Linked DNA regions of Mus musculus: all the other regions are linked to region 3. Evidence: chromatin contacts called from public Hi-C and HiCAR-type data. All regions are on one chromosome and are shown on one strand. The core of a region is the stretch at or near the end of the contact, and the rest is flanking DNA. Distances in the headings are between cores, read along the strand shown. Region 1 holds the start of Shc3 (src homology 2 domain-containing transforming protein C3). Region 2 holds the start of Tpmt (thiopurine methyltransferase). Region 3 holds the start of Ippk (inositol 1,3,4,5,6-pentakisphosphate 2-kinase).

Evidence for each region. Hi-C and Micro-C count contacts between places; a contact is called where the count stands out from the background. HiCAR-type assays count read pairs that join an accessible place to other places.
Region 1: a HiCAR-type map of astrocytes shows a contact between it and region 3, with 2.2 times the contacts expected there. The contact joins the promoter of Shc3 here to the promoter of Ippk in region 3. A contact is called at or near these places in 1 of 39 promoter capture datasets (embryonic stem cells) and 2 of 115 datasets of contacts at active chromatin or transcription factors (astrocytes and stem cell-derived neural progenitor cells).
Region 2: a contact with region 3 is called in a Hi-C map of B cells, with 5 read pairs. The contact joins the promoter of Tpmt here to the promoter of Ippk in region 3.

What each region holds. Positions count from the first base shown.
Region 1 is chr13:51,567,852-51,570,867 of GRCm38.p6, reverse strand. It overlaps Shc3 (src homology 2 domain-containing transforming protein C3), which reads left to right and starts at 1,417. Exons shown (of 12, transcript NM_009167.5): 1 at 1,417-3,016.
Region 2 is chr13:47,041,606-47,044,626 of GRCm38.p6, reverse strand. It overlaps Tpmt (thiopurine methyltransferase), which reads left to right and starts at 1,410. Exons shown (of 9, transcript NM_016785.2): 1 at 1,410-1,523. It overlaps Kdm1b (lysine (K)-specific demethylase 1B), which reads right to left and starts at 1,128. Exons shown (of 21, transcript NM_172262.3): 1 at 957-1,128.
Region 3 is chr13:49,419,831-49,422,530 of GRCm38.p6, reverse strand. It overlaps Ippk (inositol 1,3,4,5,6-pentakisphosphate 2-kinase), which reads right to left and starts at 1,289. Exons shown (of 13, transcript NM_199056.4): 1 at 1,065-1,289. The coding sequence starts at 1,145.

The DNA of each region.
Region 1 (3,016 bases), core at 168-2,667, 2.1 Mb before region 3:
TAGGGGGTCAGAGGACAACATCATCTCCACTGTGTGGCTCCTGGGGACTAAATTCCAATCATCAAGGTTGATAGCAATCTTGCTGACCCCATCTTGTTTGTTTGAAATAAGGTCTCTTCTTGGCTTAAAACTTGCTGAGGGGTTGGGCTGGCTGGCTGTGTAACACTGGGTCGTCAGCCCATTTATTTGTTTGTCTGTTAGTATTTTTGGTTTTGTTTTTTTAAATGTTGAGTTTTTGAGGATTGAATTCAGGTCCTCTTGCTTGCAAGATAAAGCATTTTACAGACTGGGCTATTGCTCCTCTACTCTGATGACCTAATCCCAGTCCTGTCCCAGAAGCCCCTCCCCTAAATGACACAGACTAAGCTTTCACCTTTTGAAAGAAAGGTGGCCAGGATTAGACTTCAACATAAGCATCCAGTGAACACGTGATAGTCACAGCATAGCGCAGACTTTGAACATGGCATCTAGAATTATCTATCCTCGTTCTCACTGGTGCCAGTTTGTTTCGAGTTGACAGCCCAGAGCTTGGGCTTTGGGGGATCATGCCTAAAATAAGCGACAGCCAGGCTCCCTAGGGCGAACAAAGGGCTCTCCTGGGACAGGCACGTGAGCAGAGTTCCCCTGCAGGGGCTGTGGAATTCCATCTGACGCATTTGGGCTCTTTAATTTATTTTCTTTTTTCCTGTACACCAAAATATTCGTATCACTTTCCAGCTAACAGCAGCTCTAGCTGTACTATATGATATTCTTGGTATATTAACGTCTAACACCAACGAGTCTAATTGTTGTATGTAAATTTACACCGCCATTCATATTTTCTCAGTCGGCTCCCTCCGTTGGCCTCATAATAGAATCCAAAGTCTCCTTGTTGGCTAAAGGGTTAAATGATGTAGCTTTGGGATCCCCTCCGCTGCTCTGGAGACTTAGCTTGCATAGGTCTTCTTTATTCCTTTATTAGGAAAGACTTCATGGGGAAGAGGCTAGCCTTTGACTGGGTCTTCTGTGTGCATTCATAATAAAAGCTGGTACATTCATGGCTGCTCTGTGAGGTAGAAGAACCAGTGAATGAAAGTTTGGGTACAGCTCACCTCCCAGAGAGTGGTCCTGCTTCACCCGGAACTGACCCGATAGTCTCCAACACCCTTATAAAACTAATTTTCCCCATCTCTCTATACCGGCTTGTTTCTTCCTCCCAGAATTTTTGTAATCAATCTGGGTGGTGTTATTTTTTTTTTTTTCTTTCTCTTTTTTTTTCCCACACTGCTGTTGGATAAAAGATCCCGCCCTTGATTGAAATGGAATCTTCCACTATTGAGCGAGCCTTTGTTGAATGAGTCATCGGCTCAGCCTCTCATTGGCTGAAGCCGCCTGAGCCCAGGGGATTGCCTGGCACCGGCTGCAAGGACCCGCTCCATTCACAGAAACGCTGGCTCGCTCGCCGGCCCTTTCATTCACACAAACAGCATCTCATTCACATTCGGTCTGTTTTTTTTTTTTTTCCTTTTTCTTTTTTTCTTTTTGTCTGCTTCTAATGAAGAAGACCACGGTTTGGGAATGGTGGGGCTGACTTGCTTCAGATTGGAGGGGGACTCCAATCACCATCGAAATCGTCCGTGGGGTGCGCATCTGCTGTTGCTATGCGAGCTAGAGGAAGGGAGAAAAGAGAGTGCGGGGTGGCTGTTCAGCTAGGGCTGCCGCGCGGTTGGAGAGCGGTGGGGACGTGTTTGCTGCGCCAGGGCGGGCCTGGCGGCTCTGCGCTTTTTCGTCCTCTGGAACCGGCCTCACTTGCACGGCCGCCACGGGTGGCTCTCCCTAAACTCCCTTCCTGGGGCTCCCAGAAAGCCTGGGAACCGCACTGCCTCCCGAGATCAGCCCTGGGCGTGAGAAGACTCAGGGTGACCTGCTAGTGTGCTAGAAGGCAAATGCATTCGCTTGCACAGAAGTTACCAGGAAACTTTGACAGCGATTGACTTCTCGGTGGTGCAGGTTATCTGTCTTAACACATGAGGCCACCTGGTAGAGGCCACCGAGGAAGGGCTCAGTGGGTCTCAGAATCTTGGTCAGACCCTCGGGGAGGCTGTCGATGTCCTATTCTCCCAAGCGTCAGGAAGAAGGCCTGTGCGTGTCACTGCAAGCCTGGGCCCGACTCGCAAGGAAGAGGCCATTCTTGCTGTGGATTTGATGGACAGTTAGAGCAGCCGCATTTTTTTTCCTGCCTGACTGCAGGGCTGCAAGCAGCAACTGAAGGGACATTGAAACGGATTGGTAATGCTACTAAGGCATGCTTCCAGGGCTGAAACACATTCACTTGGAATAAAACTCAAAACGCGGCCCTCTTTCTCTCTCTCTCTCTTTTTTTGGCATGGATTTCTGGAGCCTGTTGCCGCTCAGCAGAGATGCAGGTTTTTTTTTGAAGTAGATTTTTCAACTGAACCCTAGCTGAGTACGGCTGCTGACTGCTGTAAATTATTAGGGAAGACCCCCTCTGAGCTGTACTGAGAAGAAATTTCTGTGCTGATTTTTTTTTTTTTTCGTGAATTGGTACAGGAATTGCACCGCCACAGATACATGGCTGCTCTGCTGATCTGAACAAGAAAAGCAAACCACAGGAAACTGACAGGTTTTTTTCTTTCTTTCTTAAATATTCATCTGCTGGTGAAGGGTCCCCCCTCTTTTTTTTTTTCCTACTTAAAATTCTTGCTACTTTCCAAAATCAGGATTCATCAGGATTCGCCTTGAAGACTTCTTTAAAAGCCTTCGTCACATTTGAACGCATCCCTGTCAGACACTTCTGGGCTTCATCCACATGAGCTGAGCAAGGGAAGAGCAAGCCATTGCACGGAATAATGGGTTGCGGAAAGTTCAAGAGATCATTTGACGGGACTGGATTTACCTTTGGCACAGATGCGGGATGGGGAGGGGGTAGGTGAAAAGGCAAAGACTGGAAGGAAATATCTGCGAAGGTAGAAAAAGGAAATTTGAGAACTGATTGGCTGTAGTTGCTGTCAGCGGG
Region 2 (3,021 bases), core at 161-2,660, 2.4 Mb after region 3:
GCCCTCGCGGCAGATGCCCAAGGTATCCGCTACACCAGCGAACCTGACGGCGCCTCGCTGCCCAAGGTGGGGATCGCAACCTGGGATCCCTCCTCCTGGCCGCGGTGCTCCCACTGCCCCACACAGGAGCCCAGCGTGGGGTTTCTCCTCACCACCACAGAGCGGGAAGGGAAGCCTGGGCCCCTCCTACCAAGCTTTGGGGATTCCCGACCACCCTGAGTGGGGAAGGCAGTCTGGTGTCCCCCCTCCTGGCTGCGGGGTTTCCACGTCCCTGGTGGGAGCACAGTATAGGGTCCCTCCTTTTGGCTACGGGGTTCCCTGGTCCGCAAGTGGGACCGCAGCCTAGGGTCTCTCTTCGCGACTGGCGGGGGGTGGTTTCCACGGCCCCGAGTGGGAGCCCAGAGTGGGGTTCCCTCCTTTGGGCTAAGAGATTCCTACAGTGGGGTAACTCCTCTACGTTAAGGGGCTCCTACAGCTCCGGGTGGGAGCAGAGAAAGGGGTCCTGCCTCCATGTAGATGGGTTCCCTACAGCGCTGGGTGGAATCCCAGAGTAAGACCCCTCCTCCAGGCTGCGGGGTTCCCATAGCCCAGAGTGGAAATCCAGACTGGGGTCCTGTCCACCCGGTCCGCAGCTGGTGCCGGCGCCAGAGTGCCAGGTGCAGCCGCCGCCCAACTCACCTCCGCCCGGCCGAGGCGCAAGCAGCTCCCTGCAGGGTTCCAAGAGAGCGACGAGTGGGAAAGCCCGCGGCGCCGCAACCCCGCAGCCCAGCGCGGGAAGCCCCGGCTTGCACAGGGTCCCCCACGCCACCCCTTCCAAACGCGGGACGCCGGGGAGCCCCGGGGAACGCGCGCGCCTCCAGACCAGGCTCAACACACAGCCGGCCGCTTTGTGCGGAGCTGTCACCCGAAGCCCGCCGCCACCCCCAAGCGCGCCCGCGTGAGGCTCGAGTCCCTACCTCAGAGCGCTGGCCAGGGGGCGAATGCTGCCCTGGGCTGCACCGGGCTGCACCGGACGGCCTGATCCGCACTGCCAGCTGCAGCAGCTCGGCCGCCGCCGCTTCCGCCCCTATCACGCCGTGACCCGGAGTGGGAGGAGCGCACAGGCCCAGGGAGCAGGAGGGTCCCGGCGCTCGCCCCGCCCCGATGATTTCCGCCACTGCGCAATCTCGGCAGCTGCTAAGGGCGGGGCCCTACGCGTTCTGGGCGGAGACCTTGCTTCGGGGCGGGGCTTAGGTTTGAAGGTGGGGCCTGGGCGGCCTGGGTGGGGTCACAGGGTCCTGGGAGGGGCCTGCGCGCCCTGGGCGTGGTCTGCACGCTGGGCGGAGCCTGCGTGTCCTGGGCAGAGTTCTCACGCCCCGGGCAGGGCCTATAGGACCGGAGCCTGGATAATCTTTTCCGGGGTGGGATCAGACCACATTGGGCGGGGCCTTCGCCCCTGGGGCGGGGCCTGTGAGTCCTTGCACAGCTCCCGGCTTACAAAGGCGGGCTAGTGTCTGAGAGGTAAGCAGCTAGCTGCAGCCAAGGTAAGTAAGTTCTCAACCGGTAGTAAAGGCGGTCATCTGCTAAGACTGTGTGAGCCTGTTACAGCGTTTTTTCAGAATGGGGCTCCCGAAAAGCATGGATGACCCAGCTACTTGAGTCCCGAAAAGGGGTTCCGATAACCGCAGCAAAAACTGGGAATAAATGATCAGACTAGAAATGCTTTGAGTCCGATGTATTAAGTAGCCCCTTGCTTAGTGGTGTGTTTCAGATAACAATGTCCACGTGTAAAATACTGAGCCATCCTGGAGATTTGTGGACTTCAGTGAAGTTAGCTTTTCAGTTTAATGAAATTCAAAAATAAAACTAAAGCAGAACCCAAGCATTGTTGTGTACGAGGAAGCTGAGGCAGGAGGATCAGGGCGAGCTAGAGGTCAGCCTGTACTATATAGTGAGTTCTAGATAGACCCTCTGTTAAAAATGAAAAAAAAAAATCCTAGGCAGAAAAAGATGTTTTTTAGGTAGGCATATTGGACGTAAACGTTTGTTAGTGGGAGTTATTGCGGATCTGTCTTTTCTCAACCTTGTACTTTGCACCTTTATTGTTTTTAGAATTTTTTTTTTTCTCAAAAAATGATCAGTGAGCACCACTCTGAGGCGCTGTTACAACAGCTAAGTGGTTGTGTTTAACAGCCCCAGCTTCGGTGAGGTAGAGCTGGGTGGGCTAAAGATCTTTCTTCTGTGTTCAGGAGAGCCCTTGTTTCTGTAGGGCACCTTTGGGCATCACAGCTTCTGATAGAGAGTGGAGATGGGAGGAGAGCGATTCTCTTGCTTTTCTGTATCCACAATAATCCCATACTTCCCTCCGACCTCTCAGAATGCTGGACTCTGCCCCCTGACATGAGCATCAGGGAAAAGCCTTTTGTTAGCAAATACTTGGCTGTGAAGTGCATTTCCGTTCCCAGAGTTGATGGGGATGGTCCTTCTTTAATCCTAAGCACAGAAGCTAAATCATGCAACAACAGGACATTTCCTTACATTACTGCCTTTGTGACATGTTTGCTGGTTCACAGATTCAAGACATATGATCACCAATGATTTAAAGGGCAGGTTGGAACTGTGGAATTTTTTTTTAGTTTTTTTTTTTTTTTCCTTATATGAACGAATGTCTTGCCTGTATTGGATCCACTGCAACGGGGTTACAGACAGCCACGAGACACCTTGTGGTTTCTGGGAATTGCACTGGGTTCTTTTCAAGAACAACAAGTACTCTTAACTACTGCTGGGATTGAAGGCATGCTGCCATTCATATCTTATTTGTTTTTGAGAGAGTCCTGCTACGTAGCCCTGGATGGCCTGGAATCTACTATATAGATCATGTCGGCCTGGAATTTGCAATAACCCTCTTGCCTCTATCTCCCAAGTACTGGGGGCATGTGACGACTCTCCTGTCTTTAATGCTGATATGTGTTTTTAAAGCTATTGCCCTAGGTAGAGGGTTTTGTAGCGTTCATTAATAGAATCACAATGTTCCTGAATGAC
Region 3 (2,700 bases), core at 40-2,539:
CAGAGAAACAAAGCTCACCTGCTCTCAAAGGAGAAGGGGGACTACAGACATGCCCAGGACCGAAGGGAGCAGAGTTTCTCCACCCCACTTACATTAGCACTCCTTGGTCACAAAAGGCCTTAAAACACTTCCAAGAGGGGCCTTCTCCTCTTCAGTCTACATTCTGAACAAATACACCAGGAGGTCAGAGGTGCCAACTAGACACAAGACCCAAGCTCTAGGCTGCTCAACACTCAGTACAGCTCCATACAATCTGAACTTCAGAGAGACAAAAGTACATCCTATTCCTCTCTTCACTTTCCTAATGCAGCCTACTGCTTCTCAGTGGTGGAGGTGTGAATCACCCCAGCTCCCTGAGTTATTAACCTTCTCACATGACACCTCCCCGCCTTCTACTCCCCCAGCCCACCACATTCCTGCTAGCTTGTAATCAGGCAGCAAAATGTCAGAGAAATCTGGGGCTGCACACAGATCCATCCATATGCTTCTCTTCCTTTAAATTCGCCTCCTTGGAAAGGACTACATCTTCTGAAACCGCCTTTCAAGTTGAACGAAGGAGAAACCATTTAAAGTATATGATCGGGACGCGAACCTGTGGCAGCGCCCCGTTCCTGACAGCGCAGCAGCAAGGCAGAACACCAGCTCTGTGGTTTCTCGAGGCTGAACTCCACTCGGTGGGCTGACAGCACTCTGGGAACTTTCCCCTGTGCTGCCCAGGCCCTGGTCCAGGCTCAGCCTCTGGCCCACCGTTGCCTGACAGTAAGACGAGCATCCCGGGGGAGGCTGCACGGTGTGAGGCCACGCGGCACGCACAGCGCATGAGGAAAGAGTACTGACGGGACAGAGAGAACCGAGAAGGGACACTAGGAGGAAAGGGGAGCCAACGGAGCTAGGGGTGCCGGGGATGAGTATGGAGCAGAGGAGGGTACTGTGGGGGTGCCAGGGAACCACCCGGGCGGAAGCTGGAGGAAGAGTCACGACCTGGGTACCTGGACGGTACCAGGCACAGAGCTTCGGGAGCCGTCGGGTGAGGCCCGGAGCCGGGCTGCCCGCCAGCCGCTCACCTGCGCGTGGGCCACCACAAGGCTCTTGTTGCCTTCGCCATGGTAACTCCATTCATTCTCGTCCATTTTCCCCTCTTCCATGCCCCGGCGCCCTGGAACTTCGCGGGCCGGGACGTGGGGACGAGAGCTGGAGGCCGCCCGCCTCGCAGGGCTCCCGCCGCAGCCGTCTGAAGAAAAGCGCCTGTCAGCTGCCGCCTGCGCTCTCAGCGGCGGCGACTTGCAGGCAAGGAGCGCCGGAAGCCACGCCCCCGGCGGCCGCCATTCCCAGAACGGTCAACTTCCGGGTCCCGCCCACCTTACCCTCGACGTCCAGGGTGGTAGGTGGAGTGGAAGCCATATTATGTGCTGGCAGAGTGACTCACTTCCGAAACGCGGACCTGGGAACCGGAAGGGAGGTTTCCGGATCTGCTCCCGGACCTTGAGGCCGGCGGCTTCCTGGCGCCCCGAGTCCGAGGCGCTCACCCTCGCACTGTCCTAGGGCCACGGCTGGATCTTCGTGGGGCTGCAGTAAGGCGCCGGGCGACTCTGAGCCTCCGCTTACATCTGTAGAATGGGATGCACCTTCAATGGCCTTGCTCCGGCCAAGAGAGCCATTAGGTGGTGTTCACACTACTCCGGGAAACGTGGCGAGGAAACCTCACCGTGGAGCCTTTGCCCCAAGACATCCAGAAATGCAGATGAGGCAATAGACTCTCCCACCCCATCCCAGCAGAAAGCAATGACCTCAGTTTATCCTTTAATGCGGGGAAGATTGGCCCTGCCTGGTAGAGCTGCCTAAAGAATTATATGCGGTCCTTGTGCTCTTAAAAATGATTTGGGGCTGGACATGGTGATGCTCTCAGCATTCTGGATGTGGAAGCAAGAGATTTCTAGGAGTTCGAGACCGGCCAGGGTTACTTAGTGAGATCCTGTCTCAAACATAATTTTCATATTTGTGTTAAATTGTTTGGCCACAGCACTGAATATTGCTGTAACTGGTGTATGTGAAGAAAATCCAGCTTAATGCAGGCAGATAGTATGGGTTTTTTTGTGTTAATTTTTCCAAGGAAGACTGGGAAAAAAACAAAAAAACCTGTTCATTCTAAATAGGACACCAACAACAGACTGAAAGATCCTAATAGAATGTAAAAGGTCACAGAAGCCCTCAAATTGGCAAAATAGATTTCATTGTTAGTAAAAGTAGCTTCACTGATTTAGAAAAATAGAGGTGCACAATGCTCTGGCCGCGCCTTGAACCCGTGTGTCTGCCAATGTTCTGACCGTTCCTTAAACCCAGGTGTGTGCCCACTGCTGCACCTCACTGCGAGGTGTTTGTGATATTGGTTGCTGGGATAGAATCGAAAAATCTCCCCAGTAACCACAGCCGGGCCAATCCAGAGTTGCTCCACCTGCACCAGACTCTTTCCTTGTACCCCTCCCATACCCATTTCTTAAGAATAGACATTGTTTAGATCTGGAAATCCCCTACTCCCCCCTTCTCCTCCCCCCCCCCCCCCGTGAGGGCCTATAAAAACTGGGACCCCTTTCCCCTCGGGGTCAACTCCTCTACCCCTGCGTGGGATACAAGTCGTCCCCAGAGCTCTGGCTTTCCCCCCAATAAAGCCTCAGGTGGTTTGCATCAAGTTTGGTCTTTTGT